Linked DNA regions of Sus scrofa: region 2 is linked to region 1. A link is a contact called in public HiChIP or PLAC-seq data. All regions are on one chromosome and are shown on one strand. The core of a region is the stretch at or near the end of the contact, and the rest is flanking DNA. Distances in the headings are between cores, read along the strand shown. Region 1 overlaps RNF150 (RING finger protein 150). Region 2 overlaps RNF150 (RING finger protein 150).

Region 1 (3,432 bases), core at 885-3,384:
GTACATGTCAAAGATACTTTCTTCTTCATCTTCACAAAATAAGAACAGTCAGTTCTTTCTCACACACAGTCCTGACCCATCGTGAATGGCCTCATGTCCCACTGGGTCTTCTGGTAGGCTCTCTTCCCCAGTGGTCCATATAGTCCATATCTGGAGTTCCCGTCATGGCTCAGTGGTTAACGAATCCGACTAGGAACCATGAGGTTGTGGGTTCGATCCCTGGCCTCGCTCAGTGGGTTAAGGATCCGGCGTTGCCATGAGCTGTGGTGTAGGTCACAGACGCGGCTCGGATCCCGCGTTGCTGTGGCTCTGGCGTAGGCCGGTGGCTACAGCTCCGATTCAACCCCTAGCCTGGGAACCTCCATATGCCACAGGAGTGGTCCAAGAAATGGCAAAAAGACAAAAAGACAAAAATAAAAAAATAAAAAAATTATATCTGTGACATTCCGCCAGAACATAGCTGAATGGAGACCTTGCCCTTCATTGTATTTCCAGTAGCTTCTTCTAGCTGCCTGGGTAGCTGTTGCTGTGAATTACCCTGCCACGTCTTCCCCACACATTCCCAGCCAAGTGATGCTGTGTTACAGAAAGCAGAATTTCACCGGTTCCATTCAAGACTTGGTTTTCCATGGAGTGTAAGATATGACTTTATACGACATGAATGAATGAGCCCATGGAAGTGAAGGTAGGCTACAGAGTAGATCTTGGTCTTTGAAGACCTTACAGAAGGGAGGTGACAACTCTCCTTGGTTTGGGATTTCTCCTGGTCCTCTCCACAATATCTTGTATTTCTCAGATTGCATCCTCATGTTCTCTTCACTTCCCTTCTGGTTAATGGCTGTACATCCCCGGTAGGGTGCTCCCTGGGTAATTTGGCATTGCAGGTGACAGCTTTGACCACCTCTGAGTGACAAGAGGAAAACATGACATCCTGTGGAAATATGGAATATGTTAAATTCATTGGTGAAAAAACAACAATATGCAGTTTTAACAGAAGGAGGGATGGAAAGAGTCAAGGTACCTTTATGAAACAAAGATAGATGGGGCCCTTTTCAGGGTCATTCAGTCTGTAGCAGCCTTACTTGTCCTTGACTTTATCCCTGGAAGATCTTCTTGTACATGTGATTCTTTGTTAGGCTCCCATTTTCTGTTTTTTGTTTTTTTTTTTTCCCAAGGTTCCAAGGTAAAATGATTTATGACTGATATCCACTGATATATTGCTGGAACTTATTTATTTATGATGAAAAGTTTATCCCATGAGTCACCATCTTTGTGTGCGTCTGTCTTTGATCAGTTCTGGAAATGTGCTCAGAGTTACCAAGCCCAGATCCTTGATCGGAGCCAGCCTCTGCCTTTCTCTGCTAAAATAAAAATCCTGTTGACAGTGGAGAGCTGTGGGGGTGCAGGAAGAGGTCAAAATTCCTTCAGCAGGAAAGGCTGAAGGCATTTGACAAGCTCAGAATACTGTCATAGCATTTTAACATAGGTTAAAAACTAGCAACTTTTAAAAGCCAATCCCCACATGTTTTTTGAATTTTTTTCAGATGTAGCCAAGTTGTGAAATATTAAAACAGGGAAACACACACACACACACACACACACACACACACACACACACACAGTGCTCCCATGAACCTGGGAAGGTCTGGACTGGACTTTAAAATGGAATTTGAGTGCTTTTCTGTTGTTGTTGTTCCAGCTACAGGGGGAGAGGGAGCTTTTTTTTTGTTGGTGGTGGTGGTGTCTAGAGCAAAAGCTAAGATTTAAAAGGCAAAGAAATGATGGCATCCAAATGTGTACTGCAAACCAGGTCAAACAAGTCAGATACCTTCTTTTATCCTTATATCTCTTTGTAGGAGTCACAAACATACCTCCTTGTTCTCAGGCCCAGGAATTATGAGTCCCCAAATCCATACTCCCTTACAGTAATCTCACCAGTGGAATAAATGTGGAGAAAACTCAGCATGATGAATGGCCTTTTGATTTGAATTAATCTTCAGCTGGCAAAAACACAAAATAAAAATGGTCATGAGAACAGAGCAACACAGATGTTCAGAAGCTTAGGAATCAGTCAGCAATCTGAAAAGAATCCTTCATACACCATGCTTCCAAAGATACGGAACCAATGACTCATGAAGTGTGAACTTCAATTTTGGCCCCGGTGGGTGTCAGTAAATTACAGTTTTATGAAAGCAAATCTACTCTGCAGCTTCCTCCCAGACTTGTGGTTGTGTATTTCCTAGAATGCTTCAATAACAAGTTTATGTAACTTGTCCCAAACTTTGGCAACCAAAGAATAGACTCTAGTCCAGCCATGAATGTGAATAGCAGAAAAGAATGCGTTCTATTTAAAGACAAGTGTTAGGATCTATTTAGGTAAGAAACAACATTTGGAAGCTTTATAGAAATAGAACTCCCCTAGCCCCATCCAAAGTTATAAGAGAGAGGGACAAAACTTTATCAACTAGCAATCAGGCCAAGTTGATATTTGATAATCTTTTGCCGGTTGTACTAGGTCCCATCTTAGAACTGTAATTAATTCCAGCATTTCTGTAATTTTAAAGTGTTTTGAGTTTTGTTCGTCTCCTGTATCTCCTGCTATATAATTAGACCCTTCTCTTTGGCTCTTCCTATTTTGGGAGGGCCACACCCGTGGCATTTAAAAGTTCTAGGTATCAAACCCATGCCATAGCAGTGACAGTGCCAGATCCTTAACCCACTGCACCACAAGAGAACTCTTGGACTCCCTGTAAAATCATTTCTCCTTTACATTTATAATTTATTTCAACTCAACCTTCCATGAGAGGACGTTGACCAAGAAATGTGCTGTATCTGAATTTCAATTTTTTATAAAATGTATTGTAAAGATATTTATACTTAAGGATTAGAAGAACCCTTTATTGGGATTATTTATCTAAGAGTGATTATAGTAATTGATGATGTGTACGTAAATAAAAATGGGTCAGTAAACTTCATAGGTCATTACATTGGCATAATTGCTTGAAATAAGGCAAATCGTTGACGTACACATATTTAAAACCCAGAATCCAAACCAGAGCACTTTAAATGGAGTAGGGTCCAGGAAGGGTTTGATGAGCTTAATTTAGCATTTGTTGCATTGAAAAGATTATTTTTGCAGTGCTCACCTGATTTCTCTGGCACATGCCTGAACAGCCAATGCCCTTGAACATGTTTCTTAACCTCTCAAAGCTGCCAATTTTCTTACTGATAAAATGAGAATACTATTGGGATGACCTTCATAATCATTCATAAGGTATTTTGCTGTCATTCTACTAATATTATGTTATGTGCACTCTTTCCCCCTTCTGAAAGCCATCTTCTATGATATATTTGATGTATCACCTTAATTATGTATGTATCCTTGAAAAATATGCGGGGTCAATTTGCACATGAGTGTGTAATTTCCATAAA
Region 2 (3,519 bases), core at 551-3,050, 100 kb after region 1:
GTTATCTGCAGGTAGTGACAGTTTTACTTCTTCCTTTCCAATTTGGATGTCTTTTATTTCCTTTTCTTACTTACATGCCCTGGCTAGTACTTTTAATACTATGTCAAATAAAAGTGGCTGATGTGGACATCCTCTCAGATTTTCACTATTGAATATGATGTTATCTGTGAGTTTGTCATATCTGACCTATACTGTTGAGGTACTTTCCCTCCACACCTGCTTTGTTGAGCGTTTTTATCATAAATGAATGTTGAATTTTGTCAAGTGCTTTTTTGCATCTATAGAGGTGATCATATGACTCTTTTTTTAATGGCTGTACCCATGGCATATGGAAGTTCCTGGGCTGGGGGTCAAATCAGAGTTGCAGCTGCCAGCCTGTGCATGGTGTGTGATCACTTGAATGTATTGCCAAATTCAGTTTGCTAACATTTTGTTGAGGATTATTGCATCTGTTTATCACTGATATTAGCCTGTAATTTTCTTTTCTTTTTTATTTTGTTTTTGTTTCCTTTTTATGGCTGCTCATGCAGCAAATGGAAGTTCCCAGGCTAGGGGTCGAATCAGAGCTGCAGCTTCCAGCATACACCACAGCCACAGTAATGCCAGATCTGAGCTACATCTGTGACCTACACCACAGCTTGTGACAACACCAGATCCTTAACCCACTGAGCAAGGCCAGGGATTGAACCCACATCCTTGCAGACACCATGTTGAGTTCTCCACCCACCGAGCCACAATGGGATCTCCTGTAATTTTCCGTTCTTGTGAGGCCCTTGTCTGGTTTTGGTAGCAGGACAATGATAAAATTACCTTGTAATTTTAAAATGAGTCTAGACAAGTTCCCTCATCTTTTTTACCTTTTTGGAAGAATTTAAGAAGGGTTGGTACTGGTTCTTCTTTGAGTATTTGTAAAATTCAGTAACTTTGTCTGGTCCTGAACTTTTACTTGTTGAAGGTTTTTGATTACAGATTCAATCTCTTTAGTAGTAATTAGTCTTTTCAGAATTTCTGTTTTATAACATTCAGTCTTGGTAGGTTGTATGTTTCTAGAAATTTCTCTCTTTCTTCTAGGTTGTCCAATTTGTTGGCATACAATTTTTTATAATAGTCTCTCAAGATCACTTGTACTTCTGTGGTATCAATTTTAGTACCTCCTTTTGCATTTCTGATTTTATGCATTTGGGTCCTTTCTCTTTTTTCTTAGTGAGTCCAGTGAAGGGCTTATAAATTTAGTTTATCTTTTCAAAGAACCAGATCTTCATTTCATTGATCTTCTCATTGTCTTCTTAGCATCTATTTCATTTATTTCTGTTCTAATCTTTGTTATTTCTTTCCTTCAACCAACTCTGGGCTTCATTCGTTCTTCTTTGTGTCCTTTGTCCTTTCCTTGTAATAAAAACCCTCTGATGGGTTATTGCAGGCAATATTACTTCAGAAGTTTGTCAATTAAAAGACATTGTCATAAAACATAGAATAGAAAACTGAACCACAGGCAAGTTAAATTACGCCAAAGCTAAGGAGCAGTCTTCAAACTCTGAAACTGGAACGCATACGCAGCTGCTGCCACATATGTGAGAAAACAGAATGAGAAGAAAAGGAAAAGAAACTGACTCTCCTTGGCAAAGTCTGAAAAAGGGGGGGGGGGATATTCGGGGAAGAGAAGGGACATCTGAGCTGTGACTTGAATTATGAGCTAGATTTGCAACACCAAAAACTTTTGTAAAAGTGAGAAGGGCATTCCAGAGTTGTGGCAAGAGTGTGGGATAAACATGGGGGTGGAGCAGATGTGAGGGGGCCAGATGGGTGAGCCTTCTTTCTGTGCTGTGTTCAGACATTTTGACTTTGTGCCGTAGGCGGTGGGGAGCAGCTGAAGCACTTCAAATCTGGGGAGTGATACCACATTAGTATTTTAGAAAGCGGGGGCAAGAAAGAGAAACCAGTCTGGAAAGAGCTTTAAAAACGTGTGTGTGTGTGTGTATGTGTGTGTGTGTGTGTGTGTGTGTGTGTGTGTGTGTGTGTGTGTGTGTATTTCTTTCTATAGTACTTCATGGTACAAAGTAGAAAATTTGTGGAAAATCGTGCAGCTGCCAACCAACATTTACCAGACTTGGTGGGGCAGGGATGGGGGGGACAGAGCATTTAGAGGCCAGTGTTACCTTCTTCCCAAATAAAGTAAGCAGCCTGAGAGCCAAGCATAGGCCTGATGAGGCCAGTATTTGACAGCTTTTCTCTTCTGTTGCCAAGTAAATACACTTAAGGCTGATGACTTTTGCTCTGGTTTTGCTCAGCGCCGAACCCCTGTAATGAAGGTACTGCCCCCTTGAGGCTCGAGCACAAAAATACATTGGGAAAGAATAAAACTGAATTCCTTTAACTCCCCCTGCCTTGCTTGTGACAGTTTAGCAGTGGGAGGAAGGGTGGTGGCATATAGATTTGGGTACAAATAGCGTCAGTAAGATTGGGTTTGAGTCCTAGCTCTGCAATTGACTACCTCTTTGGGTCGTTTACTTTAACCAACTTCAGCTTCCTCCTCCATAAAATGGAAATAACAATGTCTACCTCACATGGCTGTTGTGAATTAATAATATATATATATATATAGGCTCTTGTTGTTTATCCCCTCTGTGTTTAATAGCTTACATCTGCTAAGCCCAGCCTCCCATTCCAAGAGACAAGATCCTGCTGTAGAGCACAGGAGAACTATATCCAATGTCCTATGATACATCACAGTGCAAAGAATATTTTTTAAGAGAGTGTATGTATGTATGTATAAGTGAATCACTTTGCTGTACAGCAGAAATCAATACAACATTGTAAATCAACTATACCTTAATTTTTAAAATTAATTCAATTTTTAAAAAATTAGCAATAGGGAGTTCCCATCGTGGCTCAGTGGAAACAGATCTGACTAGCATCCACGAGGACGAAGGTTCGATCCCTGGCTTCCCTAGGTGGGTTAAAGATCCAGCGTTGCCATGAGCTATGGTGTAGGTTGCAGACACTGCTCGAATCTGGGGTTGCTGTGGCTGTAGTGTAGGCCAGCGGCTGTAGCTCCGGTTCAGCCCCTAGCCTGGGAACCTCCATATGCCATGGCTGCGGCCCTTTAAAAAAAAAGACAAAAAAAATTTTAAATGTATGTAACATGCTTGGTACATAGTTGGCATTCAATATCCAGTAGATATTGTTTATTTATTAGTGTCTTTCATTAAATACTCACTCTTAGTTCATTGACAGCTTTGCAAAAAAGATTCAGAGGCTCTGAAGAAGCATTTCAGCTCCCCACAGAAGCACCGAATAGATCTTGTTTAAACCATTCACATTGCCTAGGAGAGTGAGATTCTTCTGTCCCTGCGTGACTCATGTTCTTTGATAACCGTTTCATCAAGGGGAATGAAACAGCTTGCACTGGTGCCAAAAGGTAAACCCCAGGATCCTGATCTCTGTGGTGGGGTGCAGGGTCTAACAAAGCCTACACAAGTAAGTGAGAGAGAAAGCCCAGAACAGCCCCTTCCATCTCCT

What was found. HiChIP or PLAC-seq counts read pairs in DNA pulled down with a chosen protein or histone mark.
Region 2: a contact with region 1 is called in an H3K27ac HiChIP or PLAC-seq map of skeletal muscle. The contact joins two enhancer-like sites. A contact is called at or near these places in 3 of 47 Hi-C or Micro-C datasets (embryonic fibroblasts, fetal heart ventricle and heart right ventricle) and 1 of 2 datasets of contacts at active chromatin or transcription factors (skeletal muscle).

What each region holds. Positions count from the first base shown.
Region 1 is chr8:86,166,012-86,169,443 of Sscrofa11.1, forward strand. The region is part of intron 1 of RNF150 (RING finger protein 150); the gene reads left to right. Among named protein-coding and RNA genes, the nearest start is that of RNF150, 80 kb to the left of the region's middle. Within about 2 kb of position 2,135, at least 11 of the 83 cell types and tissues checked have an H3K27ac peak or open chromatin away from gene starts, as enhancers often do. A contact at or near this core is called in skeletal muscle, where this site is marked.
Region 2 is chr8:86,266,836-86,270,354 of Sscrofa11.1, forward strand. All of the region lies in intron 5 of RNF150 (RING finger protein 150), which reads left to right. Among named protein-coding and RNA genes, the nearest start is that of TBC1D9, 130 kb to the right of the region's middle. Within about 2 kb of position 1,801, at least 12 of the 83 cell types and tissues checked have an H3K27ac peak or open chromatin away from gene starts, as enhancers often do. A contact at or near this core is called in skeletal muscle, where this site is marked.